Linked DNA regions of Sus scrofa: region 1 is linked to region 2. The links are chromatin contacts, called in public Hi-C maps. All regions are on one chromosome and are shown on one strand. The core of a region is the stretch at or near the end of the contact, and the rest is flanking DNA. Distances in the headings are between cores, read along the strand shown.

Evidence for each region. Hi-C and Micro-C count contacts between places; a contact is called where the count stands out from the background.
Region 1: a Hi-C map of alveolar macrophages shows a contact between it and region 2, with 2.6 times the contacts expected there. The contact joins the promoter of SH3BP1 here to the promoter of NOL12 in region 2. A contact is called at or near these places in 2 of 5 promoter capture datasets (fetal liver and skeletal muscle), 6 of 47 Hi-C or Micro-C datasets (alveolar macrophages, blood, embryonic fibroblasts and 3 more) and 2 of 2 datasets of contacts at active chromatin or transcription factors (alveolar macrophages and skeletal muscle).

Annotation. Positions count from the first base shown.
Region 1 is chr5:10,184,854-10,191,589 of Sscrofa11.1, forward strand. SH3BP1 (SH3 domain-binding protein 1) reads right to left here and starts at 3,030. Exons shown (of 19, transcript XM_021091504.1): 1 at 2,853-3,030; 2 at 1,604-1,646; 3 at 1,279-1,383; 4 at 178-254. The coding sequence starts at 2,911. GGA1 (ADP-ribosylation factor-binding protein GGA1) reads right to left here. Exons shown (of 19, transcript XM_021091505.1): 17 at 2,853-6,736; 18 at 1,604-1,646; 19 at 1,279-1,383.
Region 2 is chr5:10,142,323-10,148,934 of Sscrofa11.1, forward strand. It overlaps NOL12 (nucleolar protein 12), which reads right to left and starts at 1,834. Exons shown (of 6, transcript XM_003481552.4): 1 at 1,682-1,834. The coding sequence starts at 1,764.

The DNA.
Region 1 (6,736 bases), core at 1,780-4,279, 44 kb after region 2:
CGGGGTTCGTTACCACCGAGCCACAATGGGAATGCCACCTTCTGTCCCTTCTCTCTCTCTCTTCACTGAGCCCAGTGCCCTCCCAGGCCTGCCCGCCCGCCCTGACCTGCACCCTCTCCTGGCCCAGACCCCTCCTTGGCACCTCCAGGGAGGGCCAAGGCCCCTATCCGTGCTCACCCCATGCTGGAATCGGGGTCCAGCTCCTTGAAGCTTTCAGCCATTGTGGTGGACAGAGCCATGAGGGGAAGCTTTTTCTGCAGGAAAGGGCAGGGTCAGCTGTGAGCATGAGTGTGTGTCCTTGCCCTCCCCCCGGCCGGGGCACACGGCAGGTCCCTCGGGGGCAGAACCCAGCCAAGGCCCTGGGCGTGGACAGTGGAGGCGGGAACCCAGGAGGGCCACAGTCGCAGGTGAGAGTGGAAGCCGGATGATGACCAGGCCTGGTGGAGGTGACATCTCCCTGTGACCGTGCACAGAGCCCCCGCCCGTCTGGGGTCCCCTTTCCGCCTTCCAGAAGCCACTGGATCGGGTAGGAAGGAATGATCAAGTCCCATCACTGAATGGAAAACTAAAAACAGAGGGCATGGGGCTTGTCCAAAGTCACACAGTTAGAGGGAGAGGGGAGGAGCCAGGAACACAACCTCAGAGGGGGCTCTTTCTCTTGGGGAGCTCAAAAGCCTCCTTGGCTCCCTACTGCTCTGGCCACACTGAATTGTTGCTTGATTACAAAACATGGCCCCTACATCATGCAAAGCACCTGCGTTGGTCAGAGAGACCAGAGTTCAGATCTCAGCCCTGCCACTTACTAGCTGTGTTACCTTGACTGAGTCACTCAACCTCTCTGTCTCCATTTCCGCCTCTGAACGCAGTGGTAATAATAGCAGCCTCCTTCTAGGGTTGTTTTCAGCATTAAGTAAGGCAACGCATCAGCGTATCTTAGCAACCCTTAAGTCCGTAAATACTGGAGGCTGATTGATACCATGAGTAACACCCCAAATCCAGCTCAAGTGACGCTTCCTTCAGGAAGCCCTCATGGGCTGCTCTGGGTACTGATTGGATGGAGAATTTCAGGTGCTGTCAGAGGCGTGGCTTTGGCTCAGAGGAGGCGGGGCCAAGAAGGAGCCGGGGAAGAGATAGGACCTCCTGAGTGGGCTGCCTAAGGGGCTTGAGACAGATCAGTCTCCATTCCTTGGTGCCAGAGACTCAGACTGGTGGGGAGACGCCAGCTCTGGGCTTGCTGCCCCCCTGCCCGGACCCCTCCTCCCCGGGACCCCCACTCACCACCCGCTTGTCCATGTCCGCCCCGCTCTGGCCCTGCAGACAGGCTTGCAGCCGTTTGTGGACATTGTGGGCTGCTCGCTTGGCCGGTTCCAGCCGCTGCTCCACCTGGGAGGGAGTCCTGGGGTTATGGATCCTGAGAGGTTGTCGGCCCCGTTCTGCCCCAGGGCAGGAACTACATTTCTCTCCTCTCTTCCTGGGGACCCCATGGCCTGCAGCGTGGGAATGACTCAACTCGGGCCCCCAACTGGCCTCCATGCCCCGCCCTCCGCTGACAATCCTGTGCAGGCCTGCCTGCCCCCTGCTGCCTGCCGGCCCGGGCACGTACCTGCTGCAGGTCCTCACCCAGGAACTCGGCTGTCTCCGGGGTGCTGCAGGGGGAAGACAGCTTCTGCTGAGCTGGCCCAGGTTAGGAACCCCCTGACTCCTCCTGCCCCCCCAAACAGGGCAACCGAACCCCAGGTGCTTCCAGTGCCCCCCCTGGTCAGGCGGCCCTGGGTGGCCCGCCTGCCTCATCCCGGTCGGAACACATTCCATGGGGGCGGGAGAGGATGCTGGGCTTTTTCCTCCTCCACCCAGGGCTGTGCCCTGAGCGAGGGGGAGGATGAAACCCAAGTGGGGACTCTCGGGGAGCCTCTCTCGTCTGCTGACCCGGGGAGGGGAGGGGTGGCCTGGGCTGGCCCCAAGAACGGGAAGTGTGTGAGCTCAGGCTCCTGGGCTGTCACCCAGGACCCTGTACTGCAGGGGTGGGCAGGCCCTGGGCCCCCTGCCCGGGGACATGTGGGGACACTGTGAGGACACTGTGGGGACACTGAGGCTCTGCGCAAGGTGGCCTCACTGCCCAGGCTCACACAGGTGTCTGTGTCAGCACGAGACCAGAGTAGGTCTGTGGACACCAGACCCCTCCCCTGGGCCCAGAAAATGAGAAACTCCCAGCACAGGGGGAAGAGGAGGCTCCGGGGGCTCCCCAAATTTCCGGCCCCTCCATGCCACCAGGGGCTGTGGTGGGAACAGAGGGACTTGGGACGTTTCCACCTGATGCTGGGAAAAGCAGAAGCAAGACCCAAGCCGGAGGCCTCTGGGTGAGGGGGAGGCGGGAAGAGGCCCGGGGCAGGACGGGGGCAGGCCCCTCCTCCCACCGTTGCCAGGACCCTGTCTCTTCCGCTGCTCCCCCCCTCCCCCCGGGGGTCTGGGGCCCTGATCACCCCTCTCCCCAGACCACCAGAGACGGTTAACAGTCCCCATTGTACAGAGGGGACAAGTGAGGCCAGGGGGTCCCTCCACTCAGGCTTTCAGGGAGACAGAGAAGACCCAGCATCTTTATCCTCCCCCACCCTCCAAGGGGGTGGGGGGGGGGCCCTTCCGTCAAAGGCCAGCGCCTGCCCCTCCTGCTCCGGCCGGGAGGTGCGGGTGACATCCAGAGGGCTCAGAGAGGTGGCCAGTCAGAAGTGGTCGTCCAGCTGTCCTTACCTCACCCCCACCCTCACCCCCCATCCTCACCCCCCACCCGCCTCCCCTAGGGTCCTGCGGGGTGGGGGGGTGAGGACGGGGCTGGAAGGCAGGGGGCGGACACTCACCGTCCCAAGCTGCCCGTCTGGGCCAGCTGCCGCATGCGATGCAGCTGCCTCTTCATCATCTTGCGGGCGGGCTGGGGGCCGCGGGGTCACGCTGGGGGTCGAGGGCCCGGCAGCCCCCCGGCCCAGCCTGCCTCTGCCCGCGGCGCCTCTCTCGCCCCGGATGGGTGGGCGGCGCTCTGCGCTTCCTGGGCCCGCCGCGCTCGGGCTGCCGCTCGCTCTCTCCTCCCCCGCTGGCGGCTCCGCCCCCGGCCCACAGGTCACTCCTCTCTCCAAGTTTGTTTTCTGGCTCTTTCGCGTCTTCCGGGCCCCCAAGGGCCCCCAGCCAATCCGGGCGAGCGTGGGTCCGCCGGCCGCTCGGCGGTCCGCAGGTCGTGGGCGCCGCCCCCTGTCCCCGCGCCGCCCCGCCAGCCCCCGTGGCGGGAAGCAGGTAAGCTCCCTTCCAGCCGCGCCTGCCCGGCTTCCTGGGTTCCTGCCCCACCCGTCGGCCTGCCGGCCCTGGGTTAATAACTCTGGCATCCTCCTGAAGGGGAAACAGGCCTCCATGCTTAGGAGGCCGAGGCCAAGGACGGATCCCTCTGGGCCTCCCACACGAGGCTCCCCTGGACTCCCTTCTCAAAGGACCTCCTGGTCATCCTGAGCCAAAGGTCACCCCTGCTCCCCTACTGGAAGATTGGCTGGAGGCTTTGGCTTCCTGGGGCCACCTTGCTGCAGCGTGCCCTTGGACCAGTCCCTAGAAGTCTGGGCCGAGGTCTCTAGAGGCCAGCTAGGTCGGCTGTCCTGACCTTGCCCACCTGGAAGAGGGGACAGGACACCCCTGCCTGCTCCTCCAGTATCCATGCTTCTGCTCCCGTGGCACGTTCACCGCCACAGCAAACCCTCCCAAAGCAGTCCCCAGACACCCGCGCTCTCCCAGCCCCAGTGGCTAGTTCCTGCCATCTGTGAAGTCCCTTCGGGCAGACTTCCTCAGTCCCTGCCCCAACTTCTGTAAGGCAATGCTGGGTGCTGCTCAGCCCCCCACCCCCACCTGAGTCAATGGTCGTTATCTCTTTGGGCCTCCACGCCAAACCGAGTTGGACCTGCAGTCAGTAGAGGCTCCATAACTGCTAGTCTTTTTGGTTTGGGTTTTTGTTGTTGTTGTTGTTGTTTGGGTTTTTTTTTTTTTTTTTTTTTTTTTTGTCTTTTTAGGGCCACACCCATGGCATCTGGAAGTTCCCAGGCTAGGGGTCAAATAGAATCAGAGCTGTAGCTGCCGGCCTACACCACGGCCACAGCAATGAGGGATCTGAGCTGCATCCATGACCTACACCACAGCTTGCAGTGACCCCCGATCCTTAACTCACTGAGCGAGGCCAGGGACGGAACACCCGTCCTCATGGATACTAGGTGGGTGCGTAACCCTCCAAGCCACAGTGGGAACTCCTCTAACTGCTAGTTAATACAAGACGAGAGCCTTTGGGAAACAGCAGGCGCTCTTTCCTCTGAACCCCTGCATCCCTGGGGGGAGAGGGAAGGGCCTGGGGAGAGTCCTGGCATACCCTCTGTGCACTCTGCCTTGGAGTTTCAGTTCAGTCTGAGAATTACTTTGAGGATCTGCTGTGTGTGGGTGGGCAGACTGGCACTTTGGAGGGCAGGACCTCCACCTCAGGCATCTCACTGTGCCCAGCATGGGCCCGGCACACAGTGAGCATGCGCTGGACGCTGGCTGGCCCTCCAGTCTTCAGAGGGAGCCAGGGTGGGGTGGGAAGGGGCTGCACAGGGAACTCCCAGCTGCTGTTCTTTGAGCCATCGGAGTGTGGCACCTGTCTGGAAGGTGGGAGATCTTGGATCAAAGGCTCAGGTCAGGGTGAGGGCATGGATCCCAGGCAAGGTTCCCTCCCACCAGCCTCCTTCTCCCAACTGGAAAGCCCATGGGGAGGATTCTAGAAGGGGGCAGGCCTTGAGAAATGTGTCCACGAAGCAAGACATCGGAGCCCGGTGTAGACGTGGTATCACATGGGGCCAGGATTTGTAATGCCTGGGTTCTAATCCACCTTGCTCACTGGACAGATCCCAGAACTTCATGGTGACTCAGTTTACCCTGCCTCTGATATGGGCACAACCTACTGTGTGCAGAATTAGGAAACCGAAGATTCCCAAGGCAGCAGGTGCCATTCTCCTGCCATCTGAGAAATCTCCAGCCTTCATGGTGTCCCCCATGCTGGTCCAGCCCTGCCTTTGGCCCAGACCACACCGGTCTGCGCCTGTCCATGTCACGAGCTGTTCTGAAGGTCCCTGAAGGCAAGGCCTGGCTTCTACCTCTGTCCCTCTTGTCTTGCCCAGGCCTGGGCCCCCAGCTCGTCTGCAGAGGGGCCAGTCCATGTGGGCTGTAGCAGCAGCTGCTGTAAAATCAACTGAGCCACTTAATCAGGCCACCTGAGCTCTGGGTCTCCCATCTCTGCCCCCCTCACATCCAACCCAAGAGCCTTTGCAGGAGAGGCACCTGGCTCCTCCTTGTCCACCCTGGGTGGGGCAGCTCTACCTTTTGGCCGGGTGAGGGGCATATTTTAGGGCATATTTAAGCCCGAGCACACTCAGATGTTGACTCCCGAGAAGATTGGAAGTCCTGAAGTTTGGATCATAGGCTCTTTCATCAAAGGATGTTGCCATCAGACTTCTGGACTCAGAAGTTTATTGGTGAATGTCGAGATCACAGTTTTGGAACTGCAGGTGCCTCGAAAGCGACCTCAGAGCTCAGCAGCCAAGCCCTTCTCCAAGGACTTGGCTGGGGCTCCTCCCAAGGAGGGCCTGGGTCTTGTCTGGCTCTTGCTGACGTCAGGGGCTTAGCAATGTGCTGTAGTCACAGGAGCTCAGTGAACACAGGTGGCTTAATGGCCAGCGAAGACGTCGCATCAGTGATTTCCAGCCCAAGAGACAGCAAGAACAGAGCTGAAGGGTGTGGATGGAGCCAACTGCGGGCTCAGCGGGGCAACCTGGGGAGAGGGAGTTCCTTTCTGAGCCTGCATCCTCCTCCGTAATTTGAGGATAATAATAGCATCTACCTGATGGGTTGTCGTGAGGGTTAAATAGGTTAACATGTAAGATGCCTACATCAGTTCCTGGCCCTGTTTCTTTCTTCCTCCAGCCTGCAAAGTCAGGAATGGGAAAACCCTAGAGCCTCATTCCTGCCTCAGTTGCCCCCCCCCCACATGTGTCCTGCCCCCTGGGGACAATGACTTATCATCACGTACTTTTGCACATTCTGCAGTGAGGTGGTATCTGTGGTTTTATAGGTGAGCAGATCCAGACTCCTGGCAGGTCCCTGGTCCGCCGAGAGGCTCAGTTAGAAAGCAGATCTGACTGGCTCCAAAGCCCCATGTGCTCTCCTGCTGGGCCAGATGGCGCTGCCTGTAGACTCCAGAAATGCGCAGCCCTGCCCCCCAGCCCCGCCTTAATCCCCGGGGCTGCTTCTGGGGCCCAGAGGCTTTAGTAGATTGCAAAAACCTGTGACAGTCTGGGAAACGTCTGCTGGTGGAGCTCCAGCAGGATGTGGGCAGGGAGGCCAGTGGCCGGCACTGAGGTGGCGGCAGCAGGGGTCAGCTGTGGGGCCGCAGGACCCAGCGAGAACATCCCATTTTAGTGACTTGATAGGTCATTTGTGGCCATTACCGGTGCTGCCCTACACGTGGAGGCTTCCGCCCAGAGCAGCTAGGCCTGTGGTGTGATTTCTGGGGTTCTGAAAACTCCCTTGCCTCCTCTTCAAGCCAAAAGGACTTGCCAGGAAACCCCGGGTGGGGCGGAGGCAAAGGACTCCACCAGCACCCTGACCGCCCTGGAGAGTGCCCTTAACCTGGGTCCCACAGGGCAGCGGCTGATGGGGGCTGGGCAGGGCGGGCTCCGAACTGGGG
Region 2 (6,612 bases), core at 584-3,083:
CACATGCACCTGTATGTTCATTGCAGCCCTGCTCACAATAACCAAGACATGGAAACAACCTAAACGTCCATCGACAGATGAATGAATTAAGATGTGGTATATGTGCACAACGGAATACTACTCAGCCATAAAAAAGAACAAAACAATGCCATTTGCAGCAACATAGATGGAACCAGAGACTCTCATACTAAGTGAAGTAAGTCAGAAAAAGAAAGACAAATACCATATGATATCACTTATATCTGGAATCTAATATACGGCACAAATGAACCTTTCCCCAGAAAAGAAACTCATGGACTTGGAGAACAGCCTTGTGGTTGCCAAGGGGGAGGGAGTGGGATGCACTAGGAATCTGGGGTTAATAGATGCAAACTATTGCTTTTGGAATGGATAAGCAATGAAATCCTGCTGTATAGCACCAGGAACTATATCTAGTCACTTGTGATGGAGCATGGTGGAGGCTAATGTGAGAAAAAGAATGTGTATATATATACAGTTTTCTGTCACTTTGCTATACAGTAGAAAACAGACAGAACACTGAAAACCGACTCTAATGGATAAAATAAAAATCATTTTAAAAAAAGAAAAATCACAAGCAAGTCAGGATACAAGAAAAGAAAGTCTTGCTCCAGGAATGGGGGATGGGGAGGAGCCCATACCGCACTCACTAGGTGCCTGGCATCATTCCAAAAATGTACAGGTGTTAACTTGTCCAATCCTCACAGCAACCTGTGTAGTAGTAGGTATCCCATTTTACAGATGGGAGACACAGAGGCACAGAGAATGTAAGCTTAGGCAAAGAGAGGGAGATGCTGCCTCTCTCCTCTCTCCTCTCCAGAGCTCTCAGCTGCCAGCAACAGGGCCAGGTAGTGGGTACAGGGTGTGGGCCTCTGGAACAGGTAAGGGTCCCTTCTTTGCTGGTAAACTCCACTACCCAGTGAATTAAGCCACCTCTTAAGCCCTTGAGGGCTTTCAAGGCCACCCGCAACCAAACCTCTATAAAATCTCCATTGGACCAAGACCCCACTTCCCCAGGGCCCTCCTCCTGGGCACAACTATAGGTCGTGTTGATGCCATCCTGAGTTTCCAGATGATGCCCCAGGATTTCCCTCTCTCCCCCTATCTGATCGCAGCCCCTTCTCATTTCTCTAGAGCTGACTGCCCTAGGTTTTTCGCTGACCCACCACCATAAGCCCATGTAGCACTCTGAGTGGGGACGCTGATAGTCTGGACGCTGACGCTTAGGGGTCCAACTCAGGGGTCCCAAGACCTGACGCGCACAATCCAAAAGAGTTTAGTAATCGCCTGGTAAATAAATGAATGTAAGCCACTCATTTCATTCACTCATCATTCATAAATAGCTGAGTCTACTGCGTGCGGGGCCGCCGGCCTGGGTGGGGAAGATCAAAGCTGTCGCTCCAAGAACCCAGCTCCCCGCTCTCCGGCCGCGCAAATGGCAGCGCTGGCTGGTAGAGAAGCTGAGAAAAGAAGCGAGGGCGAGGCGGGGCGGGCGATTCCATTCCTCAGGGATGGGGGCCCAGGGCAACCGCTTCCTTCCGCGAGGGAGTTCCACACCTTGAAGAGAGGGCGGGACCGGAAGGGCCCTCCGCGGGAGCGTGGGCCGGCGGCCCTGGCCTTGGCCGGCGGCCCCAACGGGCTCTAGTCGAGCCTTAGCACTCACCGTCGCTTCTCCTCGTCGAAGCTCAGAATGAGCCGCGGCCGCCGGCTATCGCCATCTCGCTTCTTCTTCTTGTTTCGGCCCATAGCGGTAAGGCCTCGGCGGCGCGGCTCCCGCTCACCTGAGACACTTCCGGGTGTAGCACTTCCGGCGTCCCGGACTTGCCCCACAGCCGCGCTCAGTAGTTCCGCCCCGCTCACCAGACCCCGCCTTTTAAAGGGGCCGCCCAGCCTGTCTCCCCCGCACCTCCCTTCCGCGCATTAGAGGCAAAAATCCTTACCCCCTCGGCTGCTACAGCACTCATCCTACTCTTAGACTAGCAGCGGTGAGAGCGAGGCCCTAAAGTCCCAGCGCCTAGCACTGTGTCTCTCAGAGTGTTCAATACAGAGTTATTGGCGAATGGCCAAAGATTGCTGATTTTTTTTTTTCCTGGTCGCACTCTAGCATGTGAAAATTCCCGGGCCAGGGATCGAACCCTTCCTTGCCAAAGTAGCGACCTGAGCCGCTGCAGTGACAACGTGGGAAGCACCAGAGGTTGGAGGAGCTCAGGGGTGGCTCCTCCAGTGGAGGGATTCCCAGAGGAAGTGACCCCAGAACAGTTCGAGAGTGGGGATAACCCACTCTTAGGACCCATTGCTCTTCTTGGACAAGTGACTGGAGCCCAGAGAGAAGGTAAGCACACATATATTAAGTGCCTACTGTATGCCAGGTATACAAAGAAGGCAACTGTTATCTCAGAGAGGGGACGTGACTTGTCTAGAGTTACACTGCTGTTCTGTGGTAAAGCGAGACTTGACCTGGGTCACTGGCCTCATGGCCCAGCATCCTGGACCGCTAGCCTGAGGAATCACTCTCCCAGTAGCCAGCACACCCCATTGCCCTATGATAAATTTTGAAAGGAGCCATAGGCACACTGTCGGTGCAGCTCTCCATGAATGTTGAATCCATTTCACAAGGGTCCACTACCTGGCAGATTCTTTTGTGGGCGCTGAGAGTTTTCTTCAAATCAAGGGCACAGCAGGAGGCTGCCTGAATGATGGGGCTACAGGGTGATTAACTGACCCTCTGCTGCCCCCTAGTGGCCATGCCCCATGCCCTCCTTGGCACCCTCCCCCTAGGCAGAGCATTGTCCTGGCTGCAGTGATGCCCCCGACAGGAATGTCTCTTTTTGGGTTTTGGCTTGTTTTTGTTTTTATGACCACACCTGTGGCATATAGAAATTCCCAGGCAAGGGGTCTAATTGGAGCTGCCGGCCTACACCACAGCCACAACACCAGATCTGCGCCTCATCTGCGACTTACACCGAAGCCTGCAGCAATGCCAGATCCTTAACCCACTGAGTGAGGCCAGGGGTTGAGTCTACATCCTCATGGACACCATGTCGGGTTCTTAACTCTCTGAGCCACAACGGGAACTCCGATTATCTCTTTTTGTTACAGAACACAGGTTTGGCTGCTCGCTGCTCATAAGCCAATAATTTGAGAGGCAAATGTCAGTAGAAAGGCAAATCAGAAAGCTGGCAGTCTGGGGAGATGGTGGACTTGTGTCCAGTGACCAGCTCCAAAGATTCTGCTCAGCTGTGACAGTTCTTTTTTTTTTTTTTTTTCTTTTTAGGGCCGCACCCACGGCATATGGAAGTTTCCAGACTAGGGGTTGAATTGGAGCTACACCTGCCGGCCACAGCCACAGCCACAGTCACGCAGGATCCGAGCCACGTCTGCGACCTACACCACAGCTCACGGCAACACCGGATCCCCAACCCACTGAGCGAAGCCAGAAATGGAACCCTCATCCCCATGGATCCTAGTCGGATTCACTTCTTCTGCGCCACAATGGGAACTCTGCCGTAACAGTTTTTAAAGGGAAAAATGGGAGGGAAGAATCTCAGGGAATTATCAAGGCAGGAGGTTGGGTTCCGCATCAGTCTTCATTGCGTGCAGATGGCTGACTCTTTGGATTTATCTTGCCTGAGTGATCTACCTGCAGTATGGCTTAGGGGGGCTGTTGGGGATAGAGAGCGAGTCATTTTTTTCAACTGCTCAATTCTTCATTCTTCTTTTTATTTAGGAAAAGAATTGACAGTGTAGACAAGGCATGGTGTGCCTTCAGGAGAGCATAAATCAGGAGTTAGTTTCAGTTGCTTGGCGATCTCATACCTATAATTAGGTTCTTTTAAGGTTAGAAGGCAACAACGGGAAAGGGGCAAAAGAAGCTGTTTCACTTTGAGGTATGAAACGAGGCTCAGAGAGGTGCAGTCACTTACCTGAGGTCACACAGATGAGAAGAGCAAGTGCTGAAGGTGAAGCCCGAGTGGTTTAAGGACAGGGCTTTACTTAGTATCTCTGGACCTAGATTCATAGGCTCTTGGGACATACCAAGTCTTTTTTTTTTTTTTTTTTTTTTTTGTCTTTTTTAGGGCCACACCTGCAGCATATGGAGGTTCCCAGGCTAGGGGTTGAATCAGAGCTGCAGCCACCAGCCTACGCCAGAGCCATAGCAACGTGGGATCCGAGCCACGTCTGCAACCTACACCACAGCTCTCGGCAACGCCGGATCGTTAACCCACTGAGCAAGGGCAGGGACTGAACCCGCAACCTTATGGTTCCTAGTCGGATTCGTTAACCACTGCGCCACGATGGGAACTCCCCCACCAAGTCTTAAAAGAGGAGAAGGGAACCAAGATTTACAGAGCCAGGCACTGTGAAGTTCTCCACGTTATCTCAGTTAATCCTTGCAACAACCCCACAGGATAGATACTAGTATTAATGCAATCTGATAGATGAGGAAACAGGTTTCAGAGAGGTTGAGTAAGTGACCCTAGGATGCACGGTGATGGAGCTGGAGTTTGAACACAGGTCTGACTCAGAACCCAGTTTCTTTCCTCCCCAGCTAGTGGTCTTCTCCTTATCCGCCCCAGGACTTTCCTCCACCTGGTGTCCCAGTCCTGGTGTATTGCCAGCGTTCAGCCAGCATAGGGAGAATAGGTGGGACCAGAAAAGGTAGTTAGGAGACACTTTCTCCAATGTCCAGCAGAGGGCGTCCGTGCATAGCCAGATTTCCAAAGCTGTTTCTGGGTGGCCACGTGGGTGCCCCAGGAGAGCCTGGAGATTGGGTGTGGCTAATGGGCGGCTCCCCCATATGTGTTCCATCCTCCTTGGCCCCCTTATAGAGAGGTGCCTCCCTCCCGGAAGTGGACCCAATAAGATGCGAATCATCCACCCAAAAGGGCCCCCGTGCAAATAATGACGCCCATTTTATAGATGAGGAAACTAAGGCTGGGGGGGTGACAGAGACCTTCCCAGGGTTTCACAGCTGGTGCTGGCTGTCCTGGAGAGTGAGATTTGCCAAGCTCCAACCCCCAACACACCTCAGGAGACTGCCCTCCACGAGGACGCAGGTTTGATCCCTGGCCTCACTCAGTGGATTAAGGATCTGGCATTGCCATGAGCTATGCTGTAGGTTGTAGACGTGGCTCAGATCCTGCATTGCTGTGGCTGTGCTGTAGGCTGGCAGCTGCAGCTCTGATTCGACTCCTAGCCGGAGAACTTCCATATGCCGAGGGTGCGGCCCTAAAAAGAAGAGGAGCAGGGGAATGGTTGGGTTACCCGGCTATCAGCTCACATCCCATCATTTGGGGCTGGGTTAAGCATTGCTCTCCAGGGTAACAGAGCCAGGCTGATCTTGGAAAACATCCTCTGGAGATCGGGAGAGGCTCCTGGAGTGAGCCTCCTGCCCTCCACTGCTCTGCTGGGAAGGGGCTGTGCGTGGCAGGAGGCTTCTGGGAGCTGGAAGGCAGGGCTTCAAGTTGACCCACGTGCCTCTATTTCTAGGTTCTCTGCAGGGGCTGGCATAGTGCCCTCCACCCCGGTCCCTCCTATATAGAAACAGGCCAGCAATTGGTGCCAAGGCCCATCTTCCCAGTGTTGGGTTGAGGGTCCCAAGTTGGCCCAGAGAACCAGAGTTTCCAGACTGGCACCCTAGCTGCCCTTATGCTCAAGCATTGAGGTGTGTGGCCTGGTGCCACAAAGCTGGGCTGCCTGGTGAGCCCCATAAGGCTCAACTGGGCAGTCATCACTCAGAGTGTTTCCTCTCCTTCAGATTCGGCTAATACCACCTTAAGAGGTAGCGTAGGAGTTCTTGTCGTGGCGCAGTGGTTAACAAATCCAACTAGGAACCATGAGGTTGCGGGTTCAATCCCTGGCCTTGCTCAGTGGGTTAAGGATCCGGCGTTGCCGTGAGCTGGGGTGTAGGTCGGCAGCTACAGCTCCGATTAGACCCCTAACCTGGGAACCTCCATATGATGCAGGTGCAGCCCTAGAAAAGGTAAAAAAAAAAACGAAAAAAAAAAGAGGTAGTGTAGCGGGGACAAGAAACCGCTATCCACCGAGTGCTCACAGCGGGCCAGACACCACCCCGTCCTCCTTCACACGCCTCCTTTCATCCTCACGACAAACCCTCAAGTTATCTGCTGTCCTCCTCCTCAGCTAGATGAGGCTCAGAGAGGTCAGCTAAGGCCCACAAGGGCACACAGCTGGTTTCCGCACACTGATCTCTTTCTAGCTCGTGCAACCACATGAGAGGGGCCCCAGGTGTTCTTCCCTCCCCCTCCCTCCGTGCCGCCCCACGTACCAGGGCATGAATCAGTCTGTCTTTGCCTCTTTCCCCCGGCGTTCATTTATTCAACATCCACTGGCCACTGGGGTTCACTGAGTTGGAGCCATGTGAGGGCAGTGACTGGGTCTTATTTAGCACTCACTCAGCCCCTTATTGTGTTCTGAGCTCTGTTCAAGAAGCTCAGGGTAAGAAGATGTCACTGGCACTTAAGTGTGCATGAAAAAAGAGAGTTCCCTGGTGGCTCAATGGGTTAAGGACCTGGCATTGACACTGCTATGGCTCGGGTTCATTCCCTGGCCTGTGAACTTCTGCATGCTCGG